2 separate regions of the Danio rerio genome follow, and region 1 is linked to region 2. Evidence: chromatin contacts called from public Hi-C data. All regions are on one chromosome and are shown on one strand. The core of a region is the stretch at or near the end of the contact, and the rest is flanking DNA. Distances in the headings are between cores, read along the strand shown.

Region 1 (6,115 bases), core at 488-2,987, 680 kb before region 2:
AACCACCTATTGTTATGAATGGAACAGATTGCAGGTGGGATGTCCAGATCTCAGCTTCTACATGAGCTAGCAAGCTGAAACCTGGCTTCCTGTTCTAGTCTGGGCATGCCCTGTCCATGCTGTGAATTTGAAGAAGATTGGAGAAAGTCGAAAATTTGACCCAAAAAATCTATAAGGGGTACCCCTTGGAGTTTTTTTGGGTCAAATTTTCAAGTTTTTCCAATCTTCTTCAAATTCACACCCTAGATAGGGCGTGTCCAGACTAGCACAGAAACGCAGGTTTGGGCTCTCTACTGTGCCCAGAAGCTGAGATCTGGACATCCTACTTACAATCTATCCCAATGTATAAAATAGGCTGTTCGTGGACGGTGGAATTTCAACGATTCGACACCTGGAGATGGCCCAGGGGGGCTTGCATATCCACTTAAATAGGTTTTTTGAGGTTTTCCAGCTCTAGCAGATAGATAAAAAAAAACATCCCACCTGTAGCTTATTTGAACAGGCCTAGGTAGGTTGTCTGTAGAGACCCCTGTAAAAGGTCATCATTCACAGCAGGAACGATTTTGGGGTTCATTAGGGGGAGCAGAGGGGTCAGGAGGCCCCATCCAGCAGTGTTTTCCATGTCAGGGCTCACCAAATGGCTTCTCTGGCCTAAAAAAGCACTGTCCACAGAGAGCCTAACTGGGCCCAGTCAAATAAGTTACAAAGGGGATGTTTTACTTAATTCTTTCACCCAAGTGGTCAAACCTCAACAGATCCTCAAACAAACCATTGGAGGTGGGTCCCCACCTCCCCGACTTGCCCCCTGCTGTTAAAACCTCAAAATCCCACTGTCCAGCAACCACCTATTGTTATGAATGGAACAGATTGCAGGTGGGATGTCCAGATCTCAGCTTCTACATGAGCTAGCAAGCTGAAACCTGGCTTCCTGTTCTAGTCTGGGCATGCCCTGTCTATGCTGTGAATTTGAAGAAGATTGGTGAAAGTCGAAAATTTGACCCAAAAAATCTATAAGGGGTACCCCTTGGAGTTTTTTTGGGTCAAATTTTCAAGTTTTTCCAATCTTCTTCAAATTCACACCCTAGACAGGGCGTGTCCAGACTAGCACAGAAACGCAGGTTTGGGCTCTCTACTGTGTCCAGAAGCTGAGATCTGGACATCCTACTAACAATCTATCCCAATGTATGAAATAGGCTGTTCGTGGACAGAGGAATTTCTTTTTGTGGACAAAATGGTGGTCAGGGGGACCACTAGGCACTCGGGGGGGTTGATTTGTCAAATACAGAATAATTTAAAGCTCGAGTTTTACCATTGTATGCAAGTGGTGCGTCAGTGAAATACACACAATTCAACACAATTGTTTAGTTACCTTAACTCATATTTTTATATAAGAAAACCATACGATTAATAAAATGAATGCAATTGATACATCATAAACTATTTTTGCTCAAATTTTACATGTTATAATATAGAAATATATTACATTTGTTATGCTATTGTTACTAGTTTGCTAATTATTTTGCAGATATTAAAACAAAAGACTCAATTAGGACTTCCCCAGTTGAATTTTTAAAGTCTATTAAAAGCTATTTAGATGCTTGTGTTAAGATGCAATTAAATCAAACAATGACTATAATAATATATACATACATATATACATATCAAACATTATTCTCTGCATGGTGTCATTATCTCAGGAGATTTCTTTGTTGTTGGAAAGAAAGATCAAGAAAGTGAAAGAGTGAGCTGATTTGCGCCATATATTTAGACATTTAATTTATTAAATGGTGTCAGATATTATATGAAACATGATATGAAGGAACTTATATAAAAGTGCAGTTTATGACTTCATTAGTATCCAAATAATTAATCCACACAAGCAAAAGTGCAGCTTGTCCTCCGCTCCACAAGGCGGCGAGAGCGGGTTTCACCTTTAATCTGACACCTCTCAATGACGGAGGACATGACGTATGATGAAAACAACAACACATGCAGATCCTGCAGAATAAGTACAATAATGACACTTAAACAGCTCATTTTCCTGCTCATCTGCACATTAATCTTACAGGCAGACCGGTAAAATGGAGGAATCCAGCATGTCAACGCGATTCACCTCTGAGTAAGTGAATTTATCCTGTCAACAGTGATCTAGAGATATTACCTGCCACTTTTACTGTGGTATTTACATCAGAATGAGCCACACGCTCATATTAGAGCATCAATATTAGTCTGTGTTGATATTGCAGTGCTGTAGCAGCTCAGTAGACTCATGTTTGCTGGAGTTTGTTGTCTCTGTAAATCTCTTGTTGTGATGTTTTGTAGGTCTGACAGATTAAGAGTTTTCAGTCTGGGTTTAGTGGACAGAAATTGACTTTAATGAAGGAAATCTGCACATGTTATCAACACACACACAGCAGACAAGCATCAAACACACTTACTGAAGGAGGGAAATAGTGTTTTTGTTTCTGTTCAGTGTTTATATGTCAGTTCTGTGGCCTGTAAGAGTCATTTAATTAAAGCATCATCAGAAGTAAACAGAGAACAACAGTAGATGAATAACTGTGACTGATGGAGCATTACTGAAATATACCATCTCTCTGTCTGATGTTGCATGTTTTATATGAGATATTAACAGAGGTATTTCTGAATTATCATTGACTTCAAGACATGTAGTGAGTCTAGTAATGTCTGAATGTCTCTACAGAATAACTGATGTGTTGTGGAGTGTAAAGGTGTATGACAGGCGGTGGATCATATTGATGATGACTGATGCACAGGTGATGTAGATCATGTGTGTTTATATCTGTGCTAAACATATCAGTTACCATCACTGAGCATTTTATACAGCTCTTTTTTTTTATTCAGTGTGTCAGATATAGTAAAACCTTTGTTAGTCAAGGTACTGGAAACCCCAGGGGGAGACCCTAATTCACACAAATGCTGAATGAGAGCAAAATATTTCAATTAGTTACTAGATATTTGTGTAATGGTGTAATAATTAAGCAAAATTCCCACATCAGGACGAAACTATTGGCTAATTTCATTAGTATGTAGAATGGCAGCAGTGCAGTTTACATAAATCACCACAAGAGAGCGCCACGTGTTTAAGCTAATTATATTTGATGCAGAGCAATTCACAAAAAACTCCACTGGAGGGCGACACATTTATATTATATACAGTTATATTATATTATATTATATTATATTATATTATATTATATTATATCATATTATATTTTATTATATTATATTATATTATATTTTATTATATTATATTATATTTTATTATATTATATTATATTATATTATATTTTATTATATTATATTTTATTATATTATATTATATTATATTATATTATATTTTATTATATTATATTTTATTATATTATATTATATTATATTATATTTTATTATATTATATTATATTTTATTATATTATATTATATTATATTGACTTCTGGGTAATTCAAAAATGTGAAAGTACAATGATAAAAAGTGAAGTGCAAAATTTAAACTAAAGTGATTAATTACTAAAGTATAATACAATCAGCACTATTATATAAATATGAAATAATTGTACTTTTTTTATAACGTTAGATCAGTGTGTGTAATAATGTGTGTATTTGTGTGTCGACTCTACAGGATCAGTGAAGTGTTGTGGACTGTAAGACTGTTGAACAGAAGCAGAGACGTGTGGACAGACACTGACTGTACTGATGATGATCATCTGCTGCAGCACAGGTGATGTAGATCATGTGTGTGATTGTGTGTGTGTGTGTGTTTGACTGTTCCACATGTCGGTTACCATCATTTGCTTTGTGGAGGGTCACTCCTCTAGAAAGTAAATGATGGTAACCGAAGCGGGTGTGGAAGGGTCAGAGGTGTATTTTTTTTTTACAGTTGATTTTATTTCTTTCAGGCTGTAAAGTATAACCCCTGCTGGACACGGCTCCGGAAGCTCCAGGGGGAGACCGAACTGGTATCCCCCCTTCTTCAGGCGCGCCTCACACTCACTCACCATTCACACATATCGCAGAGTTCTGGCTGGGACCGATACCAGCAACCCCTGAAGCTGTGGGGCAGCGCTCTTACCACAGATGATATTATCTGGATGCACACTTAGATTTGCAAGCTGAGACTGCATATGTCAGACTTGCAGTGTCAGACACAATCCACCTAATTGAGCTAGTGATGTCACTGTGAGGGGTGTGGTTAGGGGTGGGGTTAAGTGTGAGCATTAAAATAATTTCATGCCATCTGCATCCTCCTCTCGCCTCTCCTGACTGAACAGCTGCTGGAACTGATGTTTGACTGCTGACCTGTGAATTCACAATAAAGAATTGAATAAAAATAAACTTGTGTTGACTCAATCTTCTGAAGTGAGGTTTGAACCCAGATCAACTGTGATGGATGAGATCTGATATGATGAGCTCTTACCACTGAGCCACAGATCTCTTGTCTGAACACCTGCAGGAGTTCATGTTTGACTCTTTACCTGTAGATGAGCTGCGATTTCATTATAAATATGTTAAAGATCCCTCATGCTCTGAGGAGGGGTTTGATCTCAGGTCCTCTGTGAGGGTTCAGAGCTTATGCCATGTGCTCTGACCACTGGACCATCACCAGCCACACTAATGCAGGAGCTTCTGGTTAACACGAGCACATTTTTAGATGTCAAATAGAAAAAAAAATTAATTAAGCATGAAAACACAATTAAATAAGATTTAAACATCAGTATATAGAAATAAACACAGAAATGTCCAAATATAAATGATTACAATCAGAATCTAACAGTTTTTCACTATCTGATGACATTAACTAGAGGATCTGGATAAACTGAGGGTCTGCATTAGCTACAGTACAGTACAGCACATGACAAAAACAATCATTAGCAGAGAAACAGATTAATCAAAGCCTCCATCACATCCTTTATGAGTCGTGATAACCCAAACATCAATAATCAGCCAGAAATTTCACTTCTCTGCAGCCTAAACAGCTCGGTCAGTGACAGAATTAATTCAGTGCAGCTCTAATTCTGAATATACTGATGTGCTCTTCATTACAGCACTCAAACATGATCATATTAACACAATAAGAGTAAATGAATGCTGAAACTCACCCGCTGCTGAAGTCCAGGCTGTGCTCTGACAGGGGGCGTGTCTCTGTGCGTCTGTCAGTGCGTGACGCCGTCTAGTGGAGCGCTGGAGAACTGCAGTTCAGGATCAACACGAGCTGCAGCAGCACACAGGAGACTGAAGCTTTAAACTCATCCAGTTGTAAACAAAGTCATCATTTTGACAGGATTTCGACTCGCAAAACATCGTGAGTTAACTCTGTGCACTCAACTGAGAGGGTAAGACTTATGCTGTTGAATTAAGCACGTGTTCAGTGTGTACACACGGCGATCTGCCTGTAGTGTGTGTGTGTGTGTAAAGCTAATTCATCCTCAGTTCATCCTGATGTGTGTCGTGTTTAATCAGCGATTTGGATTTGTGACGCAGATTATATTAGTTTAAGCAGAACTAGTAGCTTCATTGGCTCTTTACACTTTAAATGTTTAAACATGCACATTTATAAAGCAAATAAACTCTATGTTGCACAAGTTAGTCCTGGAACTCGGAGCGGACTGATACTCAGACCGAACAACATTGACACTGTTCACAGTTTGTATCACTCCGCGTGTGCGCGTTTGCGAGTTCCAGACAGACGGTCAGTTTATTGCTGGAGGCGGATTTATATTAGCTGTCAATCACTGAGGAGACACACATTTGCAGAGGAGCAGTTGTGGGATATCTGAGGCATACACAGCTAGATTAAGGATATATTATAGGATTATATAATAATGATAATAATGCTTTAACAAAAGATAGAAGATATATACTGGGATAAATAAGTTTTTAAAGTGATATATTTATCTAAAACCCAGCTGATGAAATAAAAAATACACAAGAATAACATAACATTACTACATCCTATAACGTAATTAACACATTTAATAACTTTAAAAGAGATGACTCAAGACTAATATCTGACTTTTAAAAGTCAATTTCCAGCACATGATCCTCCTGCACACTCCGATACAGTAGGTGGCGATATGCACCTGATTAGTGTTGTT
Region 2 (6,068 bases), core at 1,884-4,383:
TACTATGGCCAAACTGGAGGCTGGAGAACTAGACATCCATCGTGGAGAAGCTGCATAAGCACATCAACAAACATGCACTATTTACCTTTGTGAATAAACTGCCGATTCAAGTTTAAAACAACTACATTTTCACCTGAAAATCTCTTAAAACTTTATTTAGTGACACAGCAAAGAAGTATCTTTAAATCTTTAGGTTTTCTCCTCCGCCATTGGCTTTCGCTGGACAAGATGCAATGCATTCTGTGATACTACTACACAAGTTTGCACAAGTCACCTCTTAATGCATCCTTGACAAAAGGGGCAGAGTAAGTACACATTCGGGAATTTCATCTGTACTTGGCAAGATGTGAACTTTGAACTGGAACAGTACTTCAGCAATGGTTGATGACGTTTCACAAAGAATCAAGACTGCAAGTACAGGCAAGAACGCAAATTGAGAAACAGCCCCGACTCCGGCAGCAAGCAACACTGATGAAGTGGCGTCGACGGATCCACAATTCAGTTCGGCAATGTTTGATGTTGCCCATTCAAAGGGAATTGGAAGCGTTGACACTGACGCCCCGTGTGAATGACATTATTTTACAGATCTAATTTACTGGTACACATCCAGAATATAATCAACTATCCTAAAACTTGTTTGTTTTGACATAACCTTGACGTGAGAAAGAGATTCAAGTTTAACACTTTTATTTAATTGACAAGACATTAAAACCCATGCAGATCTTTTGTTTGTTGCTGCCAAAGTAACCAAGGCACAAACTGTTAAAATCTCCACCCTCTCCTAGAAAGGGGGTGGGGAACAGCAGCTCATTTGCATTTAAAGAAACACACAAAAATAATTGTGTTATTGCATCCATTTCCTATTTATATAACAGTATTATGAATAATCTGTGTGCTATTTTGAACTGAACACGTTATGGGGACACCTGAGACTTATATTACGTCTTGTGCACACACAAAAAAGGACCCCTTGAAATGGTTCAGGGTTTATCGGAAAGTGCAAATGTTTGTTCTCTTCTTTCTCTTTAATATTCAGCACCGAACAATGGCCACTCTCTGTCTCGACAAAAGAGCTCACTTTCAATAGCATTCCCACACACAATTAATTCCTGTTTGTTAATGGCCACGATGAGTCACTGGGATCAGGAGCACGAGGAAACATTGAATAGAGCAGCAAAAAAAGCACTTTCTTTCCTGAGTATTGACTGATATGATGGATGAAATGAAAGACATAAAAACTGAACAGCGTGAGAAATCAGTGGTAAATATCTCTGAAATATCTTGTTTGCCATTAGATTGTGGCTCAAACCCTTGAGGTACTGCTGAAAATTGTACTCTGGCATCAATAGACACTTGAGTAACTCTATGAGCCAGTAATGAGGACCAGTGTTACAGACATCAATGGCCAGTTCTGTGGGGGGGAAAACAGGAATGCTGATGACATTCACTGAGTCTGATAAGAAAAGGCTATTTTAAATGGTCAGACATAGCGTTTTGTTTTGACACCACTCTCACATTTGTATATAAAGGTAAGTTATATCATATATAAACAAAGATTATAGGAAATCTATTTATTTTGTGTAAAATAAAGTACATAAAAATAAGAAGATATATTAATAATAATAATAATAATATTAAATACATATATCCTCTATAACATATATATTCCACATTCATATTTATATTACAACTTTTCCAAAAGTAACATGTAAAGTCTGAAATAAATTATGGTAATATTAAAATAAAAAACATTATGCAAATGTACAAACTCAAAAGTCTCGATAATATTTCACAACAAAAATGTAACAAAATATTGCAATAAAACAACTGAAATAAAATAAAATGTTATTATTTAAATTCAAATAAATAAAATAAAAGTCTAATTTAATTTATTATTATTAATAATAATAATAATAATAATAATAATAATAATAATAATAATAAACATAAACAATAGGGGTCAACAAAATAATAATAATAATAATATTTATAATAATAATAATAATTATTATTATTATTATTATTATTATTTTGTTGACCCTATTGTTTATGTTCATTATTATTATTATTATTATTATTATTATTATTATTATTATTATTATGTTGACCTTATTGTTTGTTTATTGTTATTATTATTATTATTATTGTTGTTGTTATTGACCCCTATTATGTTTATTTTTATATTATTATTATTATTGTTGTTGTTGTTGTTGACCCCTATTATGATTATGTGTATTATTATTTTTATTATATACCTCTATTATGTTTAAGTTTAATATTATTATTGTTGTTGACCCCTGTTATGTTTCTATTTAATATTATTATTATTGTTGCTGTTGTTGACCCCTATTTTGTTTGTTTTCTTATACCTTTTAGTAAATATAAATGACTAATAATGACAAATAAAAATATATTTGTACTTCCACCACTGTATTAATAAATAATGCAGGTTTGCTTATTGATGATATGTATACGTACAAATATTAATTAAAAAAATAAATACATTTTATATTTTACAAACTAGGGTCTGCATGCCAAAGTTGGCCCTTTGTGTCCTTTGATTTGTCAAGTCAGAGGGAAAATGATAGGTAAGGGTTGAAAAAAGCCTTTTCCAGACATTCTCCTTTCTATTTTAATGTAACCCTTGTTTGCTTTATTACTGAGCTGCAAAACAAAGCGAACTAAATTAAATGATGTAAATAAATGAAGATTTAAAAAAAAAATGTACATACTGTCACTTAAGGAATAGGGGAAAAAGCAGAAGACATCAGCGTGCAAAACAAGACAAAGTTAGGTACAGCATGCATGATTAGTGTATTCAGCATCGAACTCCATTGTTTTATAAATTGATTTGATTTTTAAAAATTGTTTTATTGTAATATGTCCATTCGTTTAAGTTCATAAATTTCAATGCATTAGTACAAATGGTTGAAGCATTTTTTTTAATATTATGAAATAAATTAGGAAATTAGCCATGGCAACTTTAATGTATTACAGTATATTTACTTTCGGCCCACAGCTTTCAATCAAGCTTGGATTTTGGTCGTTTATAAGCAAAGTTTGGGCACCCCTGATTTAGACATTAGTATTACATACTCCACTAGAACTAAATATTACAATAGCGTCATCTAGCGGTCACTGACAGAACTAACCTTTACGCAATTGCTTGGGTCATCAGCAGGCGACGTGTAGTTGCATTTCTTCCTACATGCTTAGGGCGTCCTTGGGATTCTGTGTACTTCAGCATGACTAATTAATATTAGTATATGAGTTTAATATATTTACAGAAGTTCCATGAGGTGATTAATCGTACCTGGTAAGCGTTTACAGTATTATTATTTCACTAGAGGCCAGAATGTTGTTATTCTATAGAAATATAATTACGCTACAGTGGGTCAGCTGATAATAGATCCTCATATTCATGTTACTGGGATGTAGTTTGGACAGTGAGTGTTATGTATATACCTGCAGATAGAGTGAGGAGAGACAGAGATGAGCGCTCCTAACGCCAGTCAGCGCAAAGCCTGCTGGGACGCAAGAGATGAGCTCTGGAAGTGTCTGGACGTCAACAAAGATCTCACTTCAGCCTGCGAGAAACACCAGCGAGAGTTTGAAGCCAACTGTCCTGCCCAGTGGGTCAGTCCATAACACCATATTCAATAATTCTGAGGCCAGAAACATAAACGTGACGACACCTGTTTGCTGTATGAACTTAATTGCAGCAGCTGTCATGGAAAGGTTGCTAGAAGGGATACAGCTGCGTCCGGAAGTTAACAAGAATATTTGTATCTATTGTATTTTATTAACGTCTGCCCCTATCCTAACCATCATGGTAATGTAAAAACAGTAATTATACCGAGTATTAATCATCTTATTAATTAAATTACCTATTAAAGTGTGTTTTATTAACTTCTACCCTAAAACCAACCTTTACGGTAATGTAAAAATATTAATTATACCTAGTATTATTCAGATTATATTTTAAATGCACCATTAAATAGTTTTATTACCGTCTACTAACCCTAACAGTAATGTAAAAATATTAATTAGTGTTGTACAGTGTCACAAACTATATTGATGGGAGTATCCGCTGCCGTATACCTTCTAGACTTTACCGTCATTGCCTGACAACGTCGTTCCAATGCTGTGTAAACATAATTCGGAATTGTTCTAAGGCAACGTTCCATTTTAGAATTCTTTGAACATCACCTATACGTCTTATATGGATGTTCTAAACGTTCTAAAACATGTTACATTTTAAAAACATCAAAGAAACATTGTTACAAAAACGACTAGACAGGTTCTGGGACTAAAGTACTGCAACATTAACTAATAAACTGTTAAAGACAGACCTGTCATGAGGTGTAAGGTTGTAAATATGCCAGATTGTTTGCAAGCAAATAAAAAAACAACAACAAAAAAAAAACAATTGCGTTTAGTAATGAAATTCATGCAGAAATACCACATGCAGTGTGTAGAAAAATCACCCAATCAGAGAGTTCCTGCAAACAAAGAGCGCCAAAACATGCATTTAGCCTCGCCCTCCCCTTTAAAGCACAGCGATAAGGCCGTAAATTATAGGTAAATTTTGTGATAAATTTGAAGCGCATTGTTTCAATAGATGCAATATTAAAAATTTATTTTGTTTACTTACTTAGTTGAGATATTCACAATGCTGCATGTTGTAGCTTTTGAACTATCACATGCATTATTACACGTTAAGTACTTTATGATGTTTACTTCATATCAAAATTTGTAATGTAATCATTCTCTGTGTAGTTTATTGACTTAGTAAAGCTTTAATGAAAACTTTTAATGACATTTTGAGGAATAAAGGGGAAAACTATTTTAGAAAAAAGCACTAATTAAAAAGTGAAAACTGTAGTAAAGAATAATTTGCATTGCATTGCAACAAAAACACGCAGTATTGATAAGTAAACTAATATTGCACTCTTAACTGAGCTAAAAAATACACACATACACACACACATATATATATATATATATATACATACACACACACACACATACACATATATATATTTATATATGTATAAATATATATATATATATATATATATATATATATATATATATATATATATATATATATATATATATATATATATATATATATTCCCAGAGATGATTTGCAGCTGGAAGAGCATCCACTGCATAAACCACTTTGGAGACACCAGATTAATAAAGGGACTAAGCCGAAAAGAGAATGAATGATTTATATATATATATATATATATATATATATATATATATATATATATATATATATATATATATATATATATATATATTAATAAAAATTAGTAAAAATATAATTTATTCTTGGTTAATTGAAGGAATATTTTATACTTAAGAATAGTTTTTAAAATATGTAGTCTTTTAAAGCGTTTGATTTACAGTAGCAGTGCATGTTTAGTACAATCAAGTACACATCTTTTTCACACTATTGTTTTCTTGACAGGTGAAATATTTCTCTAAACGGAGGGACTTCTTAAAGTACAAGGAGAAAATCGAAAAGGAGGGCTATGAACCAACTGAAGGAGCATCAAAATTATAACCAGCGATGACGAGCTTCGGAGAAAACAAAACACTGGACTCTTGACTTCACATTGTTATTCTAATTTATGATCATTTATCCCAATGAGCCTGCATGTTGTATGAATGTGTGAAAGGCAAAATAAAGAAATGAACCAAAAATACAGTGTTTTTATTGTGTTTTAGAGATGAAATGGGTTGTTGGTGGTCAACAATAGAAAATGTTAGTTTCCTGTATGTACAATGATCAACGGCCACCTTCAAAAACTGCTTTAATCGATTAATGATTGAGAATTTCTTTTGTAACAATCTTCTGTAACCAAACCACATGTAACATTTTTGTAAGAAACTATTATCAGATTTCTGACGTTGTCGGATGCAGAATCTCCCTCAAACCTCTCAAGTAAATTAGCCGACGTTTGTTAGACATCCGCAATAAAGCATCCAGATATGTTACATACACACACACAAGCATTACTGATTGTGTTTTGTAGGCACGTACACTTGTGCGT

What was found. A called contact is a pair of places that touch in the nucleus more often than the background predicts.
Region 1: a contact with region 2 is called in a Hi-C map of hematopoietic stem cells, with 5 times the contacts expected there. The contact joins the promoter of si:dkey-14d8.22 here to the promoter of coa6 in region 2. A contact is called at or near these places in 2 of 18 Hi-C or Micro-C datasets (embryo and hematopoietic stem cells).

The regions. Positions count from the first base shown.
Region 1 is chr4:5,876,107-5,882,221 of GRCz12tu, reverse strand. It overlaps si:dkey-14d8.22 (a long non-coding RNA gene), which reads left to right and starts at 1,737. Exons shown (of 4, transcript NR_186854.1): 1 at 1,737-2,119; 2 at 3,643-3,741; 3 at 3,920-5,353. The region is part of intron 2 of si:dkey-14d8.21; the gene reads right to left.
Region 2 is chr4:5,195,981-5,202,048 of GRCz12tu, reverse strand. coa6 (cytochrome c oxidase assembly factor 6) reads left to right here and starts at 3,133. Exons shown (of 3, transcript NM_001327831.1): 1 at 3,133-3,316; 2 at 3,472-3,636; 3 at 5,483-5,718. The coding sequence starts at 3,493. The coding sequence ends at 5,578. ptprz1b (protein tyrosine phosphatase receptor type Z1b) reads right to left here and starts at 3,759. Exons shown (of 31, transcript XM_073946917.1): 1 at 3,696-3,759; 2 at 3,466-3,587. slc13a4 (solute carrier family 13 member 4) reads right to left here. Exons shown (of 15, transcript NM_001089551.1): 15 at 5,713-6,068.